Linked DNA regions of Sus scrofa: region 2 is linked to region 1. Evidence: chromatin contacts called from public promoter capture Hi-C data. All regions are on one chromosome and are shown on one strand. The core of a region is the stretch at or near the end of the contact, and the rest is flanking DNA. Distances in the headings are between cores, read along the strand shown. Region 1 holds the start of KYAT1 (kynurenine--oxoglutarate transaminase 1). Region 2 holds the start of MIGA2 (mitoguardin 2).

Evidence for each region. Promoter capture Hi-C pulls out the DNA fragments that hold promoters and counts their contacts.
Region 2: a promoter capture Hi-C map of liver shows a contact between it and region 1, with 3 times the contacts expected there. The contact joins the promoter of MIGA2 here to the promoter of KYAT1 in region 1. A contact is called at or near these places in 2 of 5 promoter capture datasets (fetal liver and liver) and 8 of 47 Hi-C or Micro-C datasets (embryonic fibroblasts, epiblast stem cells, heart right ventricle and 3 more).

What each region holds. Positions count from the first base shown.
Region 1 is chr1:269,205,536-269,213,081 of Sscrofa11.1, reverse strand. It overlaps KYAT1 (kynurenine--oxoglutarate transaminase 1), which reads left to right and starts at 3,529. Exons shown (of 13, transcript XR_002337758.1): 1 at 3,529-3,660. LRRC8A (volume-regulated anion channel subunit LRRC8A) reads right to left here and starts at 3,422. Exons shown (of 4, transcript XM_001928850.6): 1 at 3,309-3,422; 2 at 94-200.
Region 2 is chr1:269,330,711-269,338,256 of Sscrofa11.1, reverse strand. It overlaps MIGA2 (mitoguardin 2), which reads right to left and starts at 3,319. Exons shown (of 17, transcript XM_001928959.6): 1 at 3,211-3,319; 2 at 37-275. The coding sequence starts at 132. It overlaps SH3GLB2 (endophilin-B2), which reads left to right and starts at 5,906. Exons shown (of 10, transcript XM_021069904.1): 1 at 5,906-6,146. The coding sequence starts at 6,084.

The sequences.
Region 1 (7,546 bases), core at 2,280-4,779:
GAGGGCAAAGGGCTGCAGGGAGAGATACGCTGCTCTTCGCCCTCTGGGCTGGGGAAGGCACCTGCCCGGAGGCCGCGGCTGGCCAGTCCTTACCCTGCGGATGGCTCTGCTATCTGCGTGTCGGCTGTCGGCGCTGAGGCTGGCCCACGTCTGTCGGGGCAGGGGCCTGGCATTCCTTCCGCTCCATGGAAGCTGCCTCCCTACGAGGAACCAAGAGCTGCTGTCAGCAGAGGTGTGTGCCACCCATGGTCTGAGTGCCTGCTCGGTGCCAGGCTGCGCTGTGCCACAGACGAGAGGGGATCGGTCTATGCGGAGATGCCAAATCAACAGTCACAACTGGCTCTTGAGCATCCGGGACCCTGCTGGGGCAGCCCCGACCCTATGGCACAAAGCAGAAGCACTAGGCCCAGGCTAGCAGGGTCGGGCGCTGCCTGAGCTGACTCCTGGGGAAGAGCGGGAGCTGAGAAAGAGCATTCCAGGCAGAAGGAACGGCACATGTTTGCCTGGAGGGGAGAGAAGAGGACATCTAGAGAGCGCTGAGCGGTCCAGCCTGGCCAGATCTGGGACTGGAGGCGGAAGTGGGGAGAGGTCAGCTACAGCGGGGTGAGCTGGATCCGGGCAGAGACATGGCCCCGGCCCAGACATACAACGTCCACGCAAACACAAAAGCCAGCCATCACCTGTAGTTAAGAAGCATTTAGTGAGCACCTACTACATGCCAGGCAGTCTGCTCAGAACGGTCCACAAGAGTGAACAAGACAAGCTGGGTAGGAGAGAGAGAGGTGCAATCGGACTACAGGCTGGGGCAGCCCAAACCAGCCAGGAACTGGAAGCATGACCCAGCCATCAGGCAGGGAAGGCCAAAGGATAAGGAGGCATTAGCGGGAAGGGAGCAAGGGGTTGGGGGGGGAATGGACACGGCTGCACAAAGGGACTGTGGAGCCTTCCAGCCATTGACACCACTGAGCAGGTATCACAGCTACTTGATGGTGGACACTAGGCTGGGGGAAAGAGGCAGGAGACGGTCCCCAGCCTCACAGGGAGCCAGTCAACAACGGGGCAATACTGCACAGGGTGATGACAGCTAGGCAGTGAAGCGCCAGGGGCTATAGAGGAACAGAAGCCAGGGGAGCCGGCCTCCACCTCCACCCCCCTCAGCAAGGAGTGGGATCCCCCCCGCCCCCACAACCCGGAGGCTGAGAGGTCCTGTCACTTGTCCGGGACAGAGGCGGGCCCAGAACTCAGGCCTCTAGACTCCCTGGCAGAGGAGTCTCCTAACCCTTCCTCTTGCAGGAAACACTAGCTGACCTCCCCCTATGTATTCACCCCAGCTAAGTCCTCGTCCTCTGGCTGCCTCTGGAACATTGCTAGTGTTATGCCGGCCGCTGTATCAACGTTCTCCTGCCTGCCTCTCCTCCCAGACCGTGGCCAGTGACTCTGTTCTCCTAGTACCACTGCCGGCCCAGGCCAGGCCCTTACCAAAGGATGGCTGAGGGAATGAATGAATGAGTCAAGGGACAGAACGATGCTGTGCTGGGCTTTAGGGCCCCACCTCCAATCTAGCTGACGCCCCACGAGGTCTCAGACCATCAGCCTGGAAAAATCCATCACCTCCACTCTCGGGAGAGGGCGTCAGGAACCAGGCTGATTCTTTTCCTCCACCTCCTAGAGGCGAGGTCCAGACCAAGCCAGGCAGCAACCCAAGGTCCGGCCGAGTTCTGACCTGAGTCCTGACCTACAGGGGCAGTCCACCCCACGCCCCACCCCCACCCCAGTCCAGAAAGGCCACTGAAAGTGTGCAGAGGAAACGGCTTCCTAGTAGGTGTGTCCCGGGGATGGAGCATCTGGGGGAAGTCATGAACATTTCTCGGGCCCTTGCTCTGTGGCCCACAGCCCCTGGAAGGCGAGGGGCATTCAAGCTAACCCCAAAGAATGGCTAAAACTGGGAGACAGGGAGGCAGCGGTCAGTATTCCTACCCCAGCACCTCTCCAAAAGCCAGTCCTCTGGCACCAGTCAGCTGTCCTTCCCTCCCCTTGTGAGCCAGAAGAAAACGTGACCTTCATGGAAGCAATGCCAGTGTGACTGGGCCACAGGCACTGCCCAGTTCCTCTGAACAAACTCCCACTGCCCCGTCCCTCCACAGGAAGGATCACAGCATCGGACCTCCTCCTCCTGCCTCCAGTCTGTCTGTCTGCCAGACGGTCTGCTCAGAGGGCAGGATACAGTTTGGCAGGGGTAAAAAGCACTCGTAATGGAAAAGGTGGGAGAGGCCTTTGGGAGCTTTTCAGCTGTCCCAGCCTTCCTCTGTAGTTGAGATCCAAATTCCCCTTCCCTCATCAAGCTCTCTCCCTCTTCATCCTCAAAAGGTTCCTGGGGGGTAGGGAAGCCTCCATCAAGGAGGAGTGTGGTCACCAAGGGCTGCCCCCCTCTCCAGCCAAATCTCCAGCAGGAGGAGGTTGCCAGACACCCCCCAACCACCACTCCTTCTTCCCAAAAAAGGCAGCAGTTGCATCAGCTAAGAACCAGCTCAATCTTGGTTCACTCCAGTCCAGACCAGGGGAAAGAAGCAGTCTACAAAAGGAGCAGAATCATCATGAACCTCAAATGCCGGCAGCTCAGCTCCTTCACCTTGGGAGCCAACTTTGCTGGACCTCCAGCCTGGACCTCATCAGACCTGGCTCTCCCGCCCATCTGGATGCACAGGACATCTGTAGGGTCCAGAGCCTCGGACCCTGGACCAGGTTTCCCAGGAATCTCAGTCCAGAGAGCCCCCAAGAACCTAGCCAGGGATCTGCCCCAGATCAGGGCACAGTTCCCGCCGGATCAAGGAGAGGGAGGGGTCCAGGAAAGAGGGGGGTGTCAGAAGCCCAGGAGAAGGGGCTTTTTTGAAAACGAAAAAAAAAAAAAAAACTACCAAGAAGAGATCCCAGAGGTGGAACCTCTAGGAAGGGGGTATGTGTGTGTGGAGGGGTGAGGATCTGGGGGAACCCAGGGGATGACAAGGGGACCTGGGGGAGCCGAGGCGGAAACTCCCGGTATGTAGAGCGCAAGGAGGCACTGGGGTGCCTGGGAGGGGGCTCGCGCGCCGCGGCACCGCGGAGAGGGTGGGGGCCCCAGCGACCCCGGGGATGGGGAACCCGGAGGAAGGCCGAACTGAGCTGCGGCAGGAGGCCTCCAGGGAGCCGGCCCCGGCGGGCAGAACCCGACCTGTCCAGGGCGCCCGGGGCCGGACAGCTGGCCGGGGACGTATAGGAGTGGATTTCGAGAGGTGACAGCTCGTGCCCCCTTCCCCTCCCCACTCTCTTACCTGAGCCCGCCGCGCCCGGCCGCCCAGCCGGCAGCTCCGAGCCCCCGCCTCGCCGTCCCGCCGCCGGCTGCAGCGCCCCTCCGGCGCCTCCTTTTGTTTGTCCCTCACTGCACCACTCAGCCTCCTCCGCCCCGGAAGTGACGTCACCGTCGGGCGCGAACGCGGCGGCCAGGGTGTTGCCATCTTTTTGAGGGGCGCAGTCTCCAAGCCTTCACCTCCTCCTCCTCTCCCTGCTGGCGCCATGTTGCTTTGGGGCGGAAGTAGCGGAGCCGGGGTTCGGCCCCCTTAAAGGGACAGGGACTGCTGTAACCTTGCCGGCTTGGGGACGAAGGGTGAAGCGGCCGAGGCGGGGGTGAGTAGCTGCTGCCTGAGCGTTGCTGCCCCGAAGTCAGGTGGCGTGGCGGGAGGGCCTGGTAACTGGTTCCGAGCTCGATTGTGCCAGACCCCTCGCTTCGTTTGCGCTGAAAGGTTGACCCAGCCGGGAGCCGTTGCGCGCGCTTCTCGCTGACCCGCACTCGGACACAGGGACCTTCCGGGCTGATCCTCTCTGCACCCCCATCCCCCACTCCCCCACCCCCAGCAGTCGGTGGGGAAGAGAGAACCCAATGCAACTGGACGAAATCTGAGCAGAGCCGGGTCTGGAACGGGGTGCCGGACTCCAGCTCTATGGATCCCGAGCCCTCGGAGTATCCAGATTGATAATAGTAACGGCAACCACGTTAAGACAGAATCCGTACATTGAAAGACAGTGCCTCCACTAAAAAGAAAAATGTTCAATACGCACTAATATGGGACGACTTCCAAGATAACTTAGATGGGAAAAGGAAGGAGCGAAAAGAACAGCGTTAATCATACTACCGATTGTTTTGAAAGAACGTGTTGTGGGGAGGGGTACGGGTGTCTGCGGGTGTGTGAACCAGCCGCCTTGTCAAATAAATGCGAGAGAAGTTGTTCACTGGGGTGGCCTCGAACAGGAGAACCGGGATCCTGGGGATCTGGACATGGGGGAAGAATTTACTACCGAGTGCACAGGTTGGTTAAAAATAAAGTGGGAAGATGAGAATAATGACCGGTTCTGGTTTATCTAGGGCTGACAGGTGCGTGCTTTCAGCTCTCCTGCTGGAAGGTCTTGTATTTCCCCATTACGGGAGGAACCAGGCTGAGAAATTAGGGACCTTAGTAATGTCGCATAGCCAGGAAATGAAAAAGCTGGAATTTGAGCCCTGGAGGAGTTTACACTAATGCCATCATTCTTGCTTATCCCCCTCTTGAGAAGCCTTTTTGTTTGTTTGTTTGTTTTTGTTTTGTTATCAACCACACAATTCACTTGGAACCTGACACACAGCAGAATCCAGTAACTGTTTATTGGCTGGAATGGTCAGGAGACAACCATAGTGTAGAATGAAGAGAAGCGCGCTTTGGAGCCCAGAACCCAATCTGGAGCCCAAGACTTGCTTCTTCCAGCCTTGAGACTCTGGACCAGGCACATACCTCCCAGAGCCTCCATGTCCCCTCCTGTAGAACTAACTACAATGACTGACGCTGAGTGCTCCCACCTGGCCTGCTTTACATGCCAATTAGCCCCATTTTACAGATCAGTAAGTGCAGAGAAGTGAAGAAAGTTGCCCACCACAACATTGTAAATCAACTATACTTCAATTTTTTTTAAAGTTGCCCAGGAGCTCTCTGGTGACACAGCAGGTTAAGGATCTGGTGTTATCATTCCTGTGGCTCTGGTTACTGCTGTGGCTTGGGTTTGATCCCTGGCCTGGGAACTTCTTTTTTTGCGGGGAGGGGGGAGCACTCTTGCAGCATATGGAGGTTCCCAGGCTAGGGGTTGAATCAGAGCTGCAGCTGCCAGCCTAACCACAGCCACAGCCATGCCAGATCCCAGCCACCTCTGCAACTTACGCCACAACTCACGGCCATGCCGGATCCTTAACCCACAGAGAGAGGCCAGCGATGGAACCCACCTCCTCATGGATACTAGTCACATTTTAACCCTCTGAGCCACAGCAGGAACTCCCTGGCCTGGGTACTTCTGCATGCTGGGTACTTCTGCATGTTATAAATAAATAACAGAGAGTTAGCAATGAGAAATCTTTCCCTCTGATGTCCCCCTCCCATTCCTTTGGCCCCTAGAGTGGCATCCAGCTTGCTGACGCAGACACTCTGCCCATGGAGCAAAGGTGTCAATATGGCAAAGTCCCAGGGTTATCAGATTGCCTGTGTGCTGGGACATCTAGCTGAGTGTGATCCCCCCATTTCTGTAGCCAGGAGGCCAAAGTCACTCCTGACCTAACAGACGTGGGGCCACATCCCACTCCCAGATGGCACTGCCAGCTTCCTGAAATATTTCCCAAATGCTCATCTCACTCCCTCATTCTTGTACCAGAGAGTGGTACAAGCTTTGGCTTCACAGCTGGGGGCCCTTCTCTGCTTTCCTAGGCCTTGGATTTTGGGGTAAGTCCTTTCCCCATCTGAGACTCAGTTCCTCCATCTGTAAAACTGACAGGACTCTCTCTCATCCTGGCATGAAACCTAGATGCATTCATTACTTTTTTCTGCCATGTGTAAAACTGCCCTACAGAGTGAGATTTTGATTTTGGAGCTTGATCCCATGCCAGGAGGAGGAAGGAGTGGGCTGCCTACTGGAATCTCATTTGAGATCCCTACCCACCAAACCTGTGCCCTGGGCTCCAGAAGCCATTTCTCCTTTGCCAGTTTGAAAGCCAAGAGGAACTATGTGTAAGTCAGTGAACTTGTTATAGTTCCTCAGACAGGCTGTCACCTCCCTTAGGGGAGAACCATTGACTGGACAAGTGTTGGGGCTTTTTGCCCAAGCTCTCAGCATGTGAAAGTTCCTGGTCCAGGGATCGAACCCACGCCACAGCAACAACCCAAGCCACTGCAGTGACAACACCAGATCCTTAACCCTCTGAGCCACAAGACAACTTCCAGATTTGACAAGTTTTCACCAGACACTTGTCCTACAGGGAGTCTGTGTTTTTAGATCCCAAAGAAACAGACAAAAAAATCAGGATTCATTATCTGCGAGAGATTTTTTTGTTCTGTTTGGTTAACTGATTTTTATGGAAAGCTTTAGAGGTTTCCATGTTAATAGCTTATTGTCACTGAAAGATTAAGTGGGCCAGGATCTGTGCTAAATGCTTTTGGGGGGGTGATTGCATTATTATTGTCCCCATTGTACAGATGAGAAAGCTGAGCCTGGTATGACACAACCAAGGTCCTGTCGCTAGTTCAGAGTGGAACTGGGACGTTTTATCTAAGTTATAAATCCAGGCTTTCATCATCTGTGGCTGCTGGCGTAACAGACTGGTCTTACCTGGTCCGCCCTCCCTAGGCTCCTATTCTAAAAGTGCCATGGATTGTGTTTTCTCAGTAAGTGGGGGGGGGCACCTACAGCATCTTTCCAGCACCATATAGACCTGCCCAGTAAAGAACTGACTCAGGAGAGTTCCCTGGTGGCTCAGCGGGTTAAGCATCTGTGGAGCAAGTTTGAACCTTGGCCCTGAACTTCTGAGTACTGCAGGCACAGCCAGAAAAGAAAGAAAAACTGACTCAAGCCAAATACCAAGTGTGCCTCTATTTTTTTTTTTTTAATTCTGTTTGCCTGCACCCACAGCATGTGGAAGTTCTTGGGCCAGGGATCGAACCTGTGCCACAGCAGCGACCGGAGCCACAGCAGTGACAATGCTGGATCCTTAGCTGGCTATGCCACCAGGGAACTCCAAATGCGCCTAGTAACACCTAGTATCCTTACCACACAGAACTGGCTGAGGTGATGGGGGGCCAGGCTGCAGAGCCAAAATCCTCTTGCTTGTCCTTGCAAGCCACCAGGCAGGGTGGCAGCTGGATAAGGTGTGGCTCCTGTCGGAAAAGGCTGATGGTCTCCTGCGGGCAGCGGAGCTGATAGAGGCAGCAGCACCCACCTCCTGAAAGAAGGATTTCGAGAGGAAGGGTTTGGACTCTGGAAACAGGCAAACCAGGATTTGAATCCCAGCTCTCAGCTGAGTGAGCTTTATTCATTCTCCTCTGGAGCAAAATAGGGACGGTGACACCTTCCTGGAGGCTTCCTGTGAAGATGAAAGGGTTCCGCGCAGAGACCAGGCGCATCGTAGGTGCTCTGAGTGCAGAGAAGGGTGCAGGCCAAACACAGAAGGCTTCAGAGAAGAGGCCAAGCCAGGGCTCAGCCCTGCCGGGGGATGGGATTGGAG
Region 2 (7,546 bases), core at 2,070-4,569, 130 kb before region 1:
AGGGCGGGACCACAACCCCGATGCGATGACCTTTACCTGCCCAAAAGTCGTGTACAGGAACACAGGGATCTCAGCCACGGTCATGGCCAGGGCCTGGATCACGGACATGCCCTCCGTCCTCCGGAATGCCATGGCAGGACCAGCACCCCGGGCAAGAGCCCTGGGGGCCAAGAGCTTCCAAGGAGAAGTCTTCAACTGGTTGCTGGCTGGGTCCCAGGCACCGACCACGTCCCGAAAAGACAGGGATGCACATACCAGAGGGTCCCTCCACAGAGCTGAGAGACAGACGACCAAGTCAGCCACAAAGGCACATGCGTGTGAGCACAGAGAAAGACAAGCAAGAGTGCCCTGGCGGACGAGGCGGGAGCAAAGCCTGCGTCGGGAGTGCCATGCCTGGACCGAGGCCCCCACCTGCTGCGCCTGCCAGCAGGAAGGCCGCCAAATGCCCCCAGAGACCCTCTGTGCACCTTGAGCCTTGGGAGCAGAGGGCAGTGTCTCTGGCACGCTGGCCCAAGGGCGGACCCAGAGCCTGGGAGCGGATGGGTCGCTCTCAGACTTGGGCCTTTATATCACACTTTCTCAATGGTTCTAAACCCGTGGCCCATGTGCTAAACCAAAATCTCAGGCCTCTAAAGGGCCAGGCCCCTGGGGAAGAATCGTTACATCTTTTCTGCCTCCCACTAAGCCAAGAGTGCTGTACTTCCTGTGGACTCTAGATGAAAACAGCAGGTTTTTCCTCCAACGGCATGGTAGTCTGTGCTGCGTTCCTCACACGTTATTGCACTGAATCATCACAGCTCTGTGACGTCGACGTGATCTACGTCTCGCACCCCAGTCAATTTTTAGTAAGGGAACTGAAGCTCAGAGAGGTTAAGTCAGAAGTCCAAGGTCACACAGCTGACATGAGGTGGAGTCAGGACTTGGACCAAGATCTACCAGAGCTTATTTAACTTATTTACTTATTTATTTTTGCTTTATAAGGCCGCACCCGGCGCATAGGGAGGTTCCCAGGCAAGTGGTTGAATCGAGCTACAGTTGTTAGCCCACGCCACAGACACAGCGATGCCAGATCCAAGCTGCATCTGTGACCTACACCACAGCTCACAGTAATACCGCATCCCTGACCCACTGAGCGAGGCCAGGGATGGAACCCGCATCCTCATGGATACCAGTCAGATTCGTTTCCGCTGAGCCATGAGGGGAACTCCCTACCAGACTTTAGACCCTGTGTTTAATACAACTCTTTTGCCAGATCTGACATGGAGCAGGAAGCAGAGGCTCTAGCAGAACCACAGACCACAAGGGCAACTTTCCCCTGCGGTCTCCTGAGACCCCTAGGGTACCCCAAGGCCCCATTCCAAGGCCAGCAAGTAAGTGGCTTAAGCACACATAACCCAGTCCCCAAGATCCTACAGAGCCTTCCCCAATTGCCACCACCAAACCTAAGACACCCTCAGGATCTCTGGGGACTTCAAACACAAGGATTAGTGCAGCCCAGACAGACCCTGTCTACCTGGGATGGTGGCCAAAGTCACTGGACAAGCACAAGAAATGGCTAATCGGTGAATGGGAAGCACGAACAATCTGACCAGTTTAGCTCTAGGGCTGGGGTGGGCTCTTTATGTGTGTGTGTGTGTGTGTCTACGCACACTCATGTGCAAGGGGGGGCAAGCAGGCAATGTTCTAGGGCTGAGGAAACTCATGTGGCCAAGGGGAGGGGACAACCTGCCAGGAGGCTATCAGCTGAGTTATGTGACCGCCAGTGGTCAGGGCTCAGGTTAATATCCTAAGCCACCCCCCTCACCCTCCCAACTTGGCCCAAGCCTAGAACAAAGGGAGACGAGAACATCACAGGATCAGCATGTTATCGCCCAAGCACTTACTTTAACAGACCAGGCTTGGCACAGGCTCTCCATGGAGGGTGTTGAGTCTAGTCACTCACAGAACCCTCAAAACAAGCACTGTTTATCTCAGGGATGGGGAAACTGTGGCTCCGAAAGGTCATCGATCTGACCAAGGTCATGGAGTAAATGGCCAAGCTGGGATACGACCTCAGCTCAGGGGGCCCCAAGGCTGTGGTGTTTCACCTCTGCTACCTGCCACAACTGCCACCTCTCCCTCCATGGCCACATCTGGGCCCCCAAGAGAGAAGCCCACATGCAGTTACAAATATGAGCCTGAACGCATGCTCAGGAGTGTGACAGGTCTGGGAGGCTTGGCAGGCGCCTGCAGGAAAGTCAAGAGCAGCCTCTGCTGCCCCGACTAAGAAGAGCGGCAGGTGCCAGGTAACACCACCGGCCTCAAGGCAGCTTCACGCCAGAGATGGATCCAGATCCAGGCCAACTATAGCCTATCTATCCACGACCCCCCCCCAAGATCCAAAGCCAAATGAAACATGCCTCCACCTCTTCCCCATGATGACAAGCCCATGGCGATGTCCTCCACCATGTGGACACTCCTAATGCCATCCTCACCTGGGCAAGTCACCTCTCCTGCCTTGTAACCTTGCGCAAGAATTTCCTCATTCCACCCCCAGTGAGGTACTTATAATCCCTCAGCTTGGATTCCCACGCTTTCTAACTTGGGTACCTCCTCCCCTGTCCTGAACTACCCCATAAATGACACTAGCCTGAGCATTCCTCATTCCACTTTGATCCCAGCAATATCCGCAGCCCAAGCACTCCCTTGAGGCTCCCGCTGCCCAGTCTCAGTTCATTTCATCCCGGCAGGACACCTCACCAGTCCGACGAGGACCGACTTGGAGCACTCCCACGCTGGACCTCAGCAATACCCCCTTCTTCGGAATCTGCTCTTTCCAACCCGGACAACTTGCAGCCACTGGTCAGGCCCCCTCCTCTTCTTGCCCCAATACCCGGAATATCCTTGAGGGTCGTCCACCGGCCCACGCACCAGCTTCTTCCATCCTGGTACTTGCCCAGCCTGGGTCCAGTACTGCGCCCCTGCTTAGATCTCTGAAGTGTTCCAAGCCCGGACATCTTCAGTGGACCGGGTACCTTCCGTTCCACTTCTCGTGACGCCCACGGCCCGAGTACCTGCTCATTCCAACCTGGGCCCTTCTCGTCCGGCTGAGCTGGGACACCTGCGCCCGAACGCAGTCCCCCGCGTACGCTCCGATCCCCCTCACTACAAGCCTCAGCCCCGGACCCTGCCGCGCCGCCCGCCTGCCCCGCGCACTCAGCCCTCACTCACCCGGGATCCCATCGCTGCAGAAGGGCAGCGTCTCCTTCCCCGGCGCCCGCGCAACCAACCTCGGGGCCTCTGGGGGCGTGGCCTCACGCAGGGTCGACCTTCTTTTGGCCAATGAGCGGCGCCGGATTCTTCCGCACCGCCCGGCCTCGGGCCAATTGGGTGAGCCACGTGACCAACCTTGTCTCACCCTCTTGGTTCCTTCAGTTCCGCCCCCTAAGTGCGGTTGAGGCGCGGAAGTGCTCTTTTTTTTTTCTCCTGTGATTGGCCATCGGGATTAGATTGACCCAGATGGCTGAGTGGGGCGGGGCCGCTCTTAAAGAGACGAGACGGAGCAATCAGGTTTCGAAGCGGCGTTGTAGAAGGTAGCGGCGGTGGACTGAGCCCCTGTATTTGATTCTTCCACCTCCGCTGGTTCCCACACGGACAAGTTCTTCCTGCCCTTCAAGCGCCCACTTTCCAAGGTCACCATCTCTGACTTCCCACAGCATCCTAAACACTTGCCACCCCACCTTCTGGAGTTGTTTGCAAAAGCGCCACGCCTCTCTGTCTCCCTGAGAGTTGGGAGTCAAGTGAGCCAATGCCTGTTAACACAGTGCTTATAAGGACTTTTCTCCTTGACCAATCTGAGTCAGGCGCCTCTGAGCCCTCTGCTCCACTAGGCTCAACTTTGAGCTTCCCATCTCGTAGGGTTCTGTTTTAGCAAGAATCCTGCAGAGTCAGTTTAGCAAAATCCCCATCACCTGATCATTCTCCATATTTGTCGAACACTTTCTTTTTGGCATGCAGAAGTTCCCAGGCCAGGGATGAACCTGTCCAGCGGCTGCCACAAGGATGGATCCTGAACCCATTGAGCCACAGGGGAAGATAGCCTCAATATCTTATCACCTGGCCGGCATTCAGCAAGAATTTCACTAGCCTCCGTGTTCCTTCTTAGTCATTTTCCATCCAATGACCCCTACTCTGCTTGGCTATGAAGCTCCACCTGTCCTTGTGTTTGGAGTTGAGCCCAATCTCTCTCTCTATTGCAAAACCTCCACCGCAGTAGCCTCTCTTGGTCCTTACCATTTTTTTTTGTTTGTTTGTTTGTTTTGGTTTGGGTTTTTTTTGGTCTTTTTAGGGCCATACTCGCGGCACATGGAGGATCCCAGGCTAGGGGTCTAATTGGAGCTACAGGTGTCAGCCTACACCAGAGCCACAGCAAGGCCAGATCCGAGCCTCGTCTGCGACCTACACACCACAGCTCATGGCAACGCTGGATCCTTAACCCACTGAGCGAGGCCAGGGATTGAACCTACAATTTCATGGTTCCTAGTAAGATTCGTTTCCGCTGCTCCACGACGGGAACTCCAACAGGTATCATGAATATTTTTTTCTTTAACATGTGGATACCAAGTGAATGAGCATATTACTATATCGATTTATGGCTGTTGAAAGATGATATGGCTGGATGCTGGCTAAAGGAATCACATAGTCAGCTATAAGCTGACACTGGTAAATAAGTCAATTTATCAAGAGAGATGAATAGAAATACATAGTGAAGACAGAGAAACACATACAAAAAAACACATAGAGGAAGTTCCCTTGTGGCATAACAGGTTAAGGGTTTGTACCCACATGCAGTGTATACGGCCAAAAAACAAACCACTAGAGATGATAACTGCAGGTGTGTGATATGAAAGTTGATGGTGGCTCCAAGTAGATAATAATGAAGATCAATAGTTCTGAACCTAGGGTACACATTTAAGTCACCTGGAAGCTTTTCAAAACTCCACCTGCCAGGCCCCAACTGCACTGAGAGAACCAGGGCTGGGAGTAAGGCCAGGGTCTGGATTTTTAATAAGCCCACAGGTGCCTTGAAGCTTACCCTGCGCAGGCAGGCAGTAGGTGATGGGGAACTGGTGCAAGTGCAAGGAGATAAAGCCAGGAATCCAGGGGACAGAGCAGAGAGGAAAGTTTATCAGTTCAGGAAAAGGGCTCACACCTGGGTTAGAAGAGGAAGCCTAGAGATAGCCTTCCACAAGAGCGGTGGAAACAGGCAACGAGCCCCTTCCAAGCCCCATGGGAGGGAGGCGTGAAGTGCAGGCCGTCCTTTTGCCTGTCTGGAGCGGTGAGGGGCTGGTTCAAGGTCAGCAGGCATCCATGCCTGGAGGTTAGTGGGTTCCCCCACCTGGGCAGAATGAAGACTCTCTCCCCTTTCCCTCCCTTTAACCGCCTTCCCCACGCCCTCCTCCAACTTTGGGGAACCACAGAGTTTCCAGGGGCCAAACAGCCATTGTCCAGCGGTGGAGGACGAGTCCCCAGCCGGCCTGTCCCCTGGCTCGGTTGTTCTTAGTGTCACCAGGGTAGGGCAGAAGAGGAGAGGGGGCTAGAGAGATCAAGGTGACGGCCGGGGGCACAGAGATATCCAGGGCAAAAGAGGCCGAGCAATAGGGAGACAGAGGACCCAGGAGGCGAAAAGGATGTGAACGGACTAACGGAGAAAAAGAGGAACAAATAGGTCGGGGCGGAGGGTGGGGAGCGGGGGTTGGAGTGGCCGGCACAGGACGAGGAACCGAGAGAGGATAAAATCCCGGCGGGCTGCAGGGGGCAGCCGCGAACAGCCTTGGGCAAGGTCTCCACCGCCCCGCCCCGCCCCGCCCCTCGCCCCGCCCCTCGGCGCGGCTCCTCCCCCGCGGCCCGCGCCCCGCCTTGCGCGCTCCGGCAGGCTCAGCGGCGGTGGCGGCGGTGGCGGCGGCTGGGACTGGCGCGCGTAGGGCCGGCGCACCGGCAGCAGGTGGGCGCGGTGCGGGCCGGCGGCGGCGGCGGCGGCGGCAGTGGGCCTGGAGGCTGTCGGGCGGCGCTCGGTTCGGGCGCAGCCGGCCTTGCGGAGCACCATGGACTTCAACATGAAGAAGCTGGCATCGGACGCGGGCATCTTCTTCACCCGGGCCGTGCAGGTGAGGCCGTGCGCCCTGGGCCCCGTGCGGCCGGCGGCGCCCCAGCAGCAGAGTCCGGGCCACGGGAGAAGGCCCTCGCGGCCGCCGCCCCTTCCCCGCTGCGGGGGTCGCCCTAGCCCCCCACCGCCCCTCCTCCTGCGCTGTCCAGTAGCTAGAAAGAGCCCGGGGCGGCCGGCCACACTGGCCGCACCCTCAGCGTGGCCCGGGGCCGGGGAATGAGCCGGACCTCGGCCCTGCTGCCTGGCGGGGAGGCGTCAGCCTCCACCATTTCGACCGGCCGGCCGGCTGGCCGGGTTATCCGCTGACCTGGTGTCTGTCTGCCCCGGCTCCGGTGGGGGCTCTTTTGAGGAGGGCAGAGGGCACCAGGCGGCCCTTGCCTTCCTGCCCTTGCTCAGCAGTGACTCTGATTCCCAGCAGGCGTTTGGAGGCCCGAGTTCCAGGCCCAAGGACTCGTGCACCCTCCCTGACCCCTTCTCTGAGCCTCACTGGTGCACCTGTGCAATGGGCTGGTGGTTCTGATTCCCTCAGGCCCCTTTTGCACGCTTGGCTAGTCAGTCCGGAAGCCAGAAAGGCTGGGATTATTTCCTTTCTGCTCCCTGGGAGGCCTGCTTCCTCTTATGTCCCTGGGCCTGGGGGGATGGGGAAAGGGCCAGGGTTTGGCTCCCATGCCCTCCTTGGGGGAAGCTGCGATGCTGAGATTAGAACAAGTCCTACCCACCTTGTTAGGGACAAAGAGAGAAACTAAGGCAGCTTTTCATGTAATGGCGAAGACCAGGAGTTAGCTGTGGGTGTGGCGTCCCCTCCTGTGACTTTGAGGTGGTGATGGGGGCTCCACCTCGCTGGGCCTCAGTTTTTCAATCTGAAAAATGGCCTTAGCAATCCCCCTACCCTCCCAGCATGGAGGTGTCCCTGTCCCAGGCACTCTGCATGGACGTGCACACGAAAGGTAAGTCACTCTTGGTGTAACGTGGTTAGCGTTGTACCCGTGCAGCACGTGACCTTGGGGCAAGTCACTTCTCTCGGAACCGCCGTGTCCCCTTCTGTCAATTGGGTGTCACACCATGTCTGCCTCCAAGGGTGACTGCAGTCGCAGCGTTCCGGGAACAGGTCCTGTTGTTTGTCCTTGGCCTGGTTGTTGGTTCTCTGGAAGAGCCCAGCCCGTGTGCCCATGTTTACTAGAAAGCACAGTATCCGTTGAGAATTAATGCCCTAGGGGGGGTTGCTGCTCCATGTTCTAAGCCCTGTGGGTGACCCCCACCCTACTGGGGATGCCAGGAGCCTGGAGCCCCTTGGCGAGTGCCAGTTCATCCAGAAGGCAAAAAATCTTCCCCACTGTTGGTATGGCAACCGCTTTATCTCCCACATCTGGTAAGAACCTGATCTGCCAGTTTCCTGCAACT